Regions from separate parts of the Mus musculus genome. Here regions 1 and 3 are each linked to region 2. The links are chromatin contacts, called in public promoter capture Hi-C maps. All regions are on one chromosome and are shown on one strand. The core of a region is the stretch at or near the end of the contact, and the rest is flanking DNA. Distances in the headings are between cores, read along the strand shown. Region 1 holds the start of Colgalt1 (collagen beta(1-O)galactosyltransferase 1). Region 2 holds the start of Ints10 (integrator complex subunit 10). Region 3 holds the start of Npy5r (neuropeptide Y receptor Y5).

Region 1 (2,938 bases), core at 211-2,710, 2.8 Mb after region 2:
AACAAAAAAGCCTGGAAGAGTTCCCATGGAAACATGATCAGTGTCTCCAGAAAACCTACTCAACTGGGTTCAAATGGGAATCACTCCTTTTACAGAAGGACATTGTGGGTGGTGGTTGTACACACCCTTTCTCATTCTCCCTTCCCCCACCGTGATGTCACTCAATCCTTGGGGCCAGTCAGCGAGTGCAGCTCCCCAGTAAAACTACCCATCTTTAATATAATCGAATCTGGCATAAATTGGCTCATTTCACCAGTGGTGGAGAAATAACCTATCAGGAGATGTCTTGTGGACCCTAGGGTCCTCTAGAGGCTAGGGACCAGAGTAGGAAAATCTATGTGGATTTTACCAGTCTGCTGGCCTGGTGGTATATGCCTGTCCCAGAACACAGGAGAATGAAGCAGAAGTATAGCTGTGAATTTATAGAGTGAGCTTGCCGAGTAAGAACCTGTTTTAAAAACAAACCAGGAGAAATGGGCTAGTGGGATGGTTCTGTAGGTAAAGGTGCTCAGACCTGAGTGGTGTTCTATTTCCAACACCACACAGTGGTTGACAACTATCCGCAACTCCAGTTCTAGAGGAGTTGATGCCCTCTTTTAACCTCCTTGGAGAACAGGGACACACACACACACACACACACACACACGTTATACAGCCGTACATGTAGGCAAAACACTGAAACACAGAAAATGAAAACAACAGTAAGAGCAGGAAGGGGCGCACACAAGCCATTTTTTTTTTTAAGATTTATTTGTTATTATAACAATAGTACACTGTAGCTGTCTTCAGACACACCAGAAGAGGGAGTCAGATCTTGTTACGGATGGTTGTGAGCCACCATGTGGTTGCTGGGATTTGAACTCTGGACCTTCGGAAGAGCAGTCGGGTGCTCTTACCCGCTGAGCCATCTCACCAGCCCCACACAAGCCATTTTTAAGAAGGCCAGAGGGCAATACAATTTGGGGACTGAGGATTCTGGATCCTCAGACATGGTAGCAAGCGATTTTACCCACTGAGCCATTTCGCTGGCTTTTTTTTTTTTTAATGATTTTTCGAGACAGGCTTTCTCTGTGTAGCCCTGGCTGTCCTGGAACTCACTCTGTGGACCAGGCTGGCCATGACCTCAGAAATCCGCCTGCCTCTGCCTCCCAAGTGTTGGGATTAAAGGCGTGGGCCACCACTGCCCGGCTCGATGGCTTCTTAAATGGAGCAACGAACAAACAAAAATAACCATGTCGCAACCTTGGAAACTGAGATGACATGGTTCTAAATAGAAGAAGCTTCTGTAAAGAGCCACCGCGTGAGATTAGAGGGCTCCAAAACAGAACACTCTCAGGGCGTGGTCAAAGAACTGTCTGTGTCTTTAAAGCTCGAGCTAGGGGCGGGGCTTCCGGAACCTCCCCGCAAGTGACGTCTTGTGACCGGGTTATTGCGGTCGGCGGAAAGCAGTGGAAGCTTTTAAAGGCGTAGCCTTGTCATGCCTCTCTCCAGGACTCACAGTATGACCCGCGGGCCACTTCCCTTTAAGGAGCGTGTCAGGGGTGGGACCTGGATGTGTCCTTCCCGCCGCCGACTCCTTTAAGGCGCGGCCCTCGTCCCCCGGCAGAAAAGCTGCTTAAAGGCGACGCGTGGCGCGATGGCGGCGTTGCCACGCGGGTCACGCGGGCTGCCGCTGCTGCCACTGCTCCTACTGCTGCCGCCGCTGGGCGGCCCGCGCGGCGCGGACGGCTACTTTCCAGAGGAGCGCTGGAGCCCCGAGTCCCCGCTACAGGCGCCGCGCGTGCTCATCGCGCTGCTGGCGCGGAACGCGGCACCCGCGCTGCCCGCCACGCTGGGCGCCCTGGAGCAGCTGCGCCACCCACGGGAGCGCACGGCGCTGTGGTGAGCTGCGGGCCCTTGCGCGGTGCACCGGGACTAGGCGGGACTCAAGTCTCTACCGGAGGGAGGTTGCTATGCACTTGGGCTCGGCTGTGCGCTGCGGAGACTCGGTCCTCTTTCTGAGGACCTGAGTTATGTACCCCAGGGATTACGCACTTGAGGGGGCTCGGCTCTATATCCATAGTGCCCGGGCTCGTCCCCACTGCGGCTTGGGACCCCAAGCTGCTGCCTCCTCCCCTCAGGTACTTAGGAATCTGTTCTGATTTGCTGCCAGCCCTCACAGCGAGCTACCATCCTAGAACCTCTGACTCCTTAGAATGGGCCAGGCTGGTGCTTCCAGACCCTTATAGCGAACTCCGGGACTTCCAGATAAGATTCCTGAGGCTCGGGCCAGCATTCCACGCTAACAAAGTTAATGAACTTATCTTTGTGACAGGGTCTCACACCAATGTGCTTTCCAAACCAGCAGGTTCTGTTCAGTTGTGTACTAGTGAGCTGGGTGTCATCTTTACTCCCCTGTCACCGATGGATGGGCAACAGGCTTGGAGTGTAGCGAGTTTTATCCAGGGTGTTATAGCTGATGGGTCTGAGCCAGGTTGGGAAACCCCCAGTGCCATCATCTTGTCCTGTCTGTGCTCACAGGGTGGCCACAGATCACAACACTGACAACACTTCAGCCATACTTCGAGAGTGGCTGGTGGCAGTGAAGGGTTTATACCACTCTGTGGAGTGGCGACCGGCAGAGGAACCCAGGTGAGCCTCAAATCCCCGACTGGAGTACTGAAGCTTGGGAAGGTAGGATCTAGAATGCTCCAGTTCTATCGTCAGCTTCCCCACCAGGTCCCTATCCTCTCAGCAGACCTTTGTCCCGTTGTCCTTCACTCCATTGTGCAACTTTGGACACAGCTGCCACACCTTTGTGGCTGAATTCCTTTGTGTCTGGTGGCTACCTACTGCTGTGTCTAGGGTCTTGCCAGCATCCACTCTCCTGTTTAACTTCCTGATAAGCCTGTCTTACTGTATAGTTCAGACTGAGGCCAGTTGCCAGCCTGTCTTATTG
Region 2 (3,289 bases), core at 89-2,588:
AGACATCGGGTAGCTGGGCTAGAGAAAGGTTGGGAAACCTCTTCCATAAAGACCAGGTATTATTTCATTCTTAACTTGAAGGTTACTGGAGCTTCAAGTCTTCCAGGCTTAAAGATCCCTCCTAAAAAGCTTATCTGGAAGAAGACAGTTAGGTCAGATATCAGAGATGATGTAGATGTTTATTGCCCCAAATAGTTTTGTTTCGTAGCCTATGTCCCTTCTCTTCACAAATAATCTTTGACATAAACAAAGCTTCATCCAAGAACTGCAATTCACTATTGTAATGTTTATATTCATATTTATTTTTAATATCTGTATTTTTTACTTAAATAAGTAAATTCCTAATTTCTTTGTTAAAGAAAAAAAAATTAATCAGAACAGGCACATGTCCTTAATTCCAGCACTTTGGAGATGGAAGTCAGGAATCAGGAGTTTAAGATCATCCTCGTATACTTGCCAAGTTTAAGGTCAGCTTGGGCCATGACCGAATGTCTCAAAGGAAAAAAGAAAAGAAAACCAGCTCTGAATTCTTCGATGTCCTGGTTTTAAGTGGCAAATGATGGCTACAGTTGATAGGAACTATATACAAACACCTATAAGAAATATATATATATACATGCACTTAGACGGAAAACCAAAGCTAGCAATTCACTTTCCGGACACTTCCAATTCAATAAATGAATATTGCCTTGTCAACAGAACAGGGGGACTGTTTTGTTATTGTGGTTGTTCAAATGCAAAACCAAAGCCAGGATTTCGGTACCGATTTATACTGCAGCTATTTTCCATTGTTCAAATGATCAAAGTTTTTTTGTTTTTTTTTTGTTTTTTTGTTTTTTTTTGTTTTTGTTTTTGTTTTTTTTTTTAACTCTTGCAGAGCAGGTGGTTCGGACATCCAGCCGAGCATCTTCTAAATGCTAATTTTTCCGTATAGGAGAAAAAGAATAAGATTCAGGCGAAATAATGCCTGGGGCAGGGGCAAAGATGTTGGCAAAGCTCAAAAGCAACAGGCGATCCAGGGTCTTTCCGCATGCGAGGGTGGGGTCGTCTTGCACAGTCCAGGCCCAGCCCTCCGCGACACTTCGAAACTACACCTTAACCCTGGGCACCAGGTTTATTTACACCGAAGGACCGCCGCTCCGTGTCTGAGCGTGTCGCGGACCTTCAAACCCGGGCTGGAATCAAAGGAGAACGCAAGAACCTGGAGCACAGGGTTGCCGACTCTGACGCTTACTCCCAGGCGGTCAGCGGCGCGCTACCATCGACGGATGGCAATCCGAGTAATGAAAATCCAGGTCTCCGTAGTTTCCATAGGACTCTACAGAACCTCTGCGGCCTGTGGTTGGCTGGTCTCTGGGCATGCGCAGTGGCCACCTGGGGGTTGGCGGCGCCCTAGTGTCGCCTACTGGAAGGGCAAAAACCCGGGACCATGTCGGCCCAGGGCGACTGTGAGTTTCTGGTGCAGCGAGCCCGGGAACTAGTGCCCCAGGACCTGTGGGCAGCCAAGGCATGGCTGATCACGGCCCGCAGCCTCTACCCGGCCGACTTCAACATCCAGGTGAGTCAGACCCGGCGCGTCCGCACGCGCGGAAGAGAGCGTTTGGCCGAGCCCAGTGGCCCTGGGCGCTTTGCGCGGCCGCTGTCCCCCTCCCCACGTTGCTCCTACCCTGCTCCACAGGACAGTTGACCAACCTTTTCCCCAGCACCTGCAAAGGCGGAAACCATACAGTAAATCCGGGTCTGGTTGATCCTGTACAGTGCATCTTTGCCACTAGGGCCCAGGGCATTCATTCATTGATCATGGTAGCAGCCATCTGTTCAGTTGCTGCTTCTTTGGGGACGTTTCTACTCCACTTGATCCTAGAAGCCCTGCAGATGGGGTGAATTCTGGGCCACCAGGCTCTCATTTCCCTTCGTGGGTGTTCTGGGTGAAGGCCCACCTCTGAGCAGTGCTGCAGGTGGGCTGGAGCTGGACCAGCTACCACCGTGGAAGCCGTTGACCCTGTCTGCCTTGTTTCAGTATGAAATGTACACCATCGAACGGAATGCCGAGAGGACTGCCACCGCAGGGAGGTTGCTGTATGACATGTGAGTTAACTGGGATCGTTCTGGGAGCTATTGTTGATATCTGAAGGGGTCCTCTTCAGATATGAACAATTGATAGTAGCAGTCGGGGCTCTGCAAGATCATCCTCTTCCCTGGTACCCAGAATTCAGGCCTTAATTGCCAACAGGCGTTCTACAGAGACGACTTTTTAATTCTTGTATTTTAATCCCCAAATTTGTAGCCAGTGATTTATCATAGGCTCATTACAAACATTCAGACAGCAATTGATAGAATGAAATGTGAAATCCCTTCTAACCCAGAGCTAAGTTTTGTGTGTCTCCATATGTATACATACATACACTGGGTAGCTGATAAAAGCGAGGCCATTCTACCCTGAAGTGTACTTTCATAACCCGCTGTTGTGGACCCTCTGGGTCTAGTCTATAGAGACAACTGATGTTCTTAATGGCCATGTATCATTTTCTGGGTGCATGGTTAATTTCCAATTTATTTATGTTTGGAATGTCAGTGAGTAATTCTGCACCCATATTTTGATGTTTTGTAGCTAAGGGATATGTACAATTCATCATCTATCAAATTACTCTTTAAAAAGGATAGCCTAAATATCTGTTTCCACAAATTATATATATGTATGTATATATATATATATATATATATATATATATATATATATATACATATATATTTATATGTGTATATATATGAATTGGCAGTTTTCCACATTTTTGCCAACCTGTATATGTTCATCTCCTCCACCACCACCACCCCTGTTTTTCCTTTTCTTCCTCATGAGACAGAGGAACCTCACTTTATTGGGCAGGGTAGTGTTGAACTCAGACCCACTTGTTCCTCTTTTCTTAGCTGGGACAGAGGCTATGCCGCCACACCCCACCTGTATCATGGGGAAAATGATATCTTACTATATCATTGTTTCTTTTTTTCCCCCGAGACAGGGTTTCTCTGTATAGCCCTGGCTGTCCTGGAACTCACTCTGTAGACCAGGCTGGCCTCGAACTCAGAAATCCGCCTGCCTCTGCCTCCCGAGTGCTGGGATTAAAGGCGTGCGCCACCACCGCCCGGCTACTATACTGCTGGTGCCCCTCATACGAGTGTCGCTGCGACTGTTCTCTTTGGTTATTTCTGGCCTGTGGTTTACCTTTGTGAGTTTTGTTCTTGTTTTTCTTGTTGTTTTTAATAGAGTGTTATTTTTTTCTGTTGCTGT
Region 3 (2,916 bases), core at 252-2,751, 2.1 Mb before region 2:
ACTGTGTGTGTGTGTGTACTGTGTGTGTGTGTACTGTGTGTGTGTGTGTGTACTGTGTGTGTGTGTGCTCGTGCGCATGCGCGCGCGTTCATTGTGAGGATTTCCTGTAATTTTCTTATAAATTGGTCTGTATGGAACGCCAAGACAAGTGAAGTCTGAATAAACTTTAAAGCTTTTGAGAGCGGAGCTGAGTTAAGTTCTTTCTTTGACTAAGGGGAGAAAGGACAGTGAGCCAAGCTTAGAGAGAGACGGGTCTTTGCACTTAAATAAGGTTTCACTCTTAGGTTAATTCCCTGCTTAATAAAAATATGTATCATTCTCGCAAAAGATGCCAACCATGCAGAAGAATCGGATACATGTAGTTCTGCCTGTTTGCTGTGGCTTTGCAGCGATGGCACAATTCCATGACTCCACGTAGTGTGTGTTGTTCTGCAAGGCAAAATTCTGCAAAAGATGGCCCTGGACAAATAAGCACAGTACTCTTCAGCTACCGAGCATGCAGTACCCACCACCCTTCTCCTTATTCTAGATTCTTAACAGCAGGTCTCTCTCTCTCCTCTCTCTCTCTCTCTCTCTCTCTCTCTCTCTCTCTCTCTCTCTCTCTCTCTCTCTCTCTCTCTCTCTCTCCCTCCCTCTTCTTGAGACATCTGGAATTTGAAATGCACCCAGTCTTGGGCACAAGCTTACATCAAACCTTCATTTTCTTTTTCTTTTTCTTCTTTTGGCTTCCATCTAACAGTATGTTCTTTGAATAGCTGTACTATAGGTCTGTAAACTTACAGATAAGAATTCCTTTTTACCCCCTTGGAACTCAGGTGTGTGGATGGCTATTTCCTGCTAGCAGTTGACTTACAAGCCACCTTGCAAACCCAAGTGCACAGCTGTCTCCCTGTGTGTGGCCAGCTGTGGGACATGAAGGCAGCTGAATCGCCGCATCCTGGACATAGCCAGAGCTCAGCTAGGGCTGACAACCTGAGTGGGCACCCCGTGGGTTGTGGTTCCCTTACCTCAGACGCCCACCGAGCTGTACCCCGCGTTCCCCTAAGCCAAAGCGGGGACTGAGCTTCGTCCATCCCTCCTTCCCATACTAGGGACCCTCCCGGGACAATCTGATAGGGTCTGGCAAGAACCTGCTCCTCTGTGAGTTTGGCACCAGAGGGACCTGCCAGACTAGGAAGGATTCAACTGCAACCGTTTCCCCCGCTCTCCCTTCCCGCCGCCTGACAACTGCGGTTTCTCCACCTCCATCCCCTTTCTCAATCAGGCTGCCTCCCGGTCCGCAACCCACCCTCTTGGAAACCACAAGATGCTCCAGAACCCAGGATAGGGACGTGGGCTTCTCGTAGGGGCAGGCGAGGCCTGGAGTGGGTACCTCGGGATGCCCTGGCCGCTGCGGGTGCCTGGACTCCGGGGTACGCGGCTGAGTGCGGTCGCTTCTGCTTGAGATGGAAGCGGTGGCAGCAGGAGCAGGACCTGGAGGCGGCGGTGGGAAGGAGGGGCCCCGGAGCCGCCAGGGTTTTAGAAGAGCCTCGGGAACACGTGACAGTCCCTGAGACCCCGGACACCCGGCTCAAGATCGCCTGTTCCTGGCCTCCATAGTCCAATTTAGGTACATCCCGGTGCCCGTGTGTCTGTTTGGAGGCCCCGGGCAGCCGCTCTAGGGCTACAGGATGCATCCCCACTACCCTGTTCTCTAGTTGCAGGAGTTAACTTAGGGGTCCCACGGATGGTTGTCTTTCCTATCCTCAACCCCATAGTGGCTTCTATGAGAGTAGGCGTTTTTTTCCGATAGCTTTTGTGAGAAAAACCTTCAAGGTCCATGTTTTCTTTATGAGAGGGGGGAAAATATCACAAAATCCCAAACAGAACATCTTCTTGCCTTTCTAACATAAAGAAGTCTGGGTGAGAAATTGACCTAAACCTGCAGGGAACAGGCTGTGATGAAGCGTGCAAAATAGACAATAGGATCAACTCCTACTCTAAGGGGTAGTAGTGTGTGGGTGTGAGCGAGGGACATGGAGCAGAGGGAGCTGGGAAGTGGGGGTGAAATGGAGTCAGCCCTTCTTGGAAGCTTTCCGTATCAAAACGCGTGAGTGTGTATGGGAGGGGGCAGGGGGCAGCGGTGTTTTGTCATCTTTCAAAAACATAAAGACAACCTAAGGAAATGAACAAATAGAAACAAATAAAACCCTGTCCTGTTGCACCAAAGCTTGATTTTCATTTTTAAGATTGACAGATCTGTATCCTTTTGTGCAAGATTGTCACAGTATTTGGCCAATCCTCGGTTGGCCTGCCATAACAACAGTGTATTTCCTACACCATCACGATTACAGTGCTTAGCATTGCCTGAACTGTAACCCCAAGGCACTGTGTCGACTGAAGAGGACTTTGGTCCCTTGACTTTTATCCCATGCCCCTGGGGCAGCACTTGCTGTGTCTCAAAGGTCAGAAGATATTTGCCTGTTTCTGCTAATTTAGCAGTCAGTACTCAAGGAAACTGTAGTGTATGCCGTTCCCTCAGCCCAAGGAATCCAAGAACTTCAAAAGGGCTTCAAGAAAATATCATCTGATTCTACTGGGCTTCATTTCAGAATCACTATATTTGTCCCAATATTTGAACACAGAAGGTACCTGTGCAGGGTCCTGGGATCCTGCAGTGAGGGAAGAGAGGAGACTGGCTTTTAATAAACAAAAGCTTAGCAAACAAGGGATTGGTCCTAGGCTTTCTTTTTTTGGTTTGGTTTGGTTTGGGTTTTTCAAGACAGGGTTTCTCTGCATAGCCCTAGCTGTCCTGGAACTCACTTTGTAGACCAGGCTGGCCTCAAACTCAGAAATCCTCTTGCCTCTGCCTCCCAAGTGCTGGGATTAAAGGTGTGCACCACCACACCTGGCCCATCTTAGGCTTTCTTAATGTCA

The links. Promoter capture Hi-C pulls out the DNA fragments that hold promoters and counts their contacts.
Region 1: a contact with region 2 is called in a promoter capture Hi-C map of liver, with 5 times the contacts expected there. The contact joins the promoter of Colgalt1 here to the promoter of Ints10 in region 2. A contact is called at or near these places in 1 of 39 promoter capture datasets (liver) and 1 of 9 other capture datasets (adipose tissue).
Region 3: a contact with region 2 is called in a promoter capture Hi-C map of hippocampal neurons, with 3 times the contacts expected there. The contact joins the promoter of Npy5r here to the promoter of Ints10 in region 2. A contact is called at or near these places in 1 of 39 promoter capture datasets (hippocampal neurons) and 1 of 115 datasets of contacts at active chromatin or transcription factors (embryonic limb bud).

What each region holds. Positions count from the first base shown.
Region 1 is chr8:71,609,564-71,612,501 of GRCm38.p6, forward strand. It overlaps Colgalt1 (collagen beta(1-O)galactosyltransferase 1), which reads left to right and starts at 1,461. Exons shown (of 12, transcript NM_146211.3): 1 at 1,461-1,881; 2 at 2,521-2,631. The coding sequence starts at 1,637.
Region 2 is chr8:68,792,591-68,795,879 of GRCm38.p6, forward strand. Ints10 (integrator complex subunit 10) reads left to right here and starts at 1,339. Exons shown (of 17, transcript NM_027590.4): 1 at 1,339-1,558; 2 at 2,021-2,088. The coding sequence starts at 1,430.
Region 3 is chr8:66,686,593-66,689,508 of GRCm38.p6, forward strand. It overlaps Npy5r (neuropeptide Y receptor Y5), which reads right to left and starts at 1,502. Exons shown (of 2, transcript NM_001358958.1): 1 at 1,289-1,502.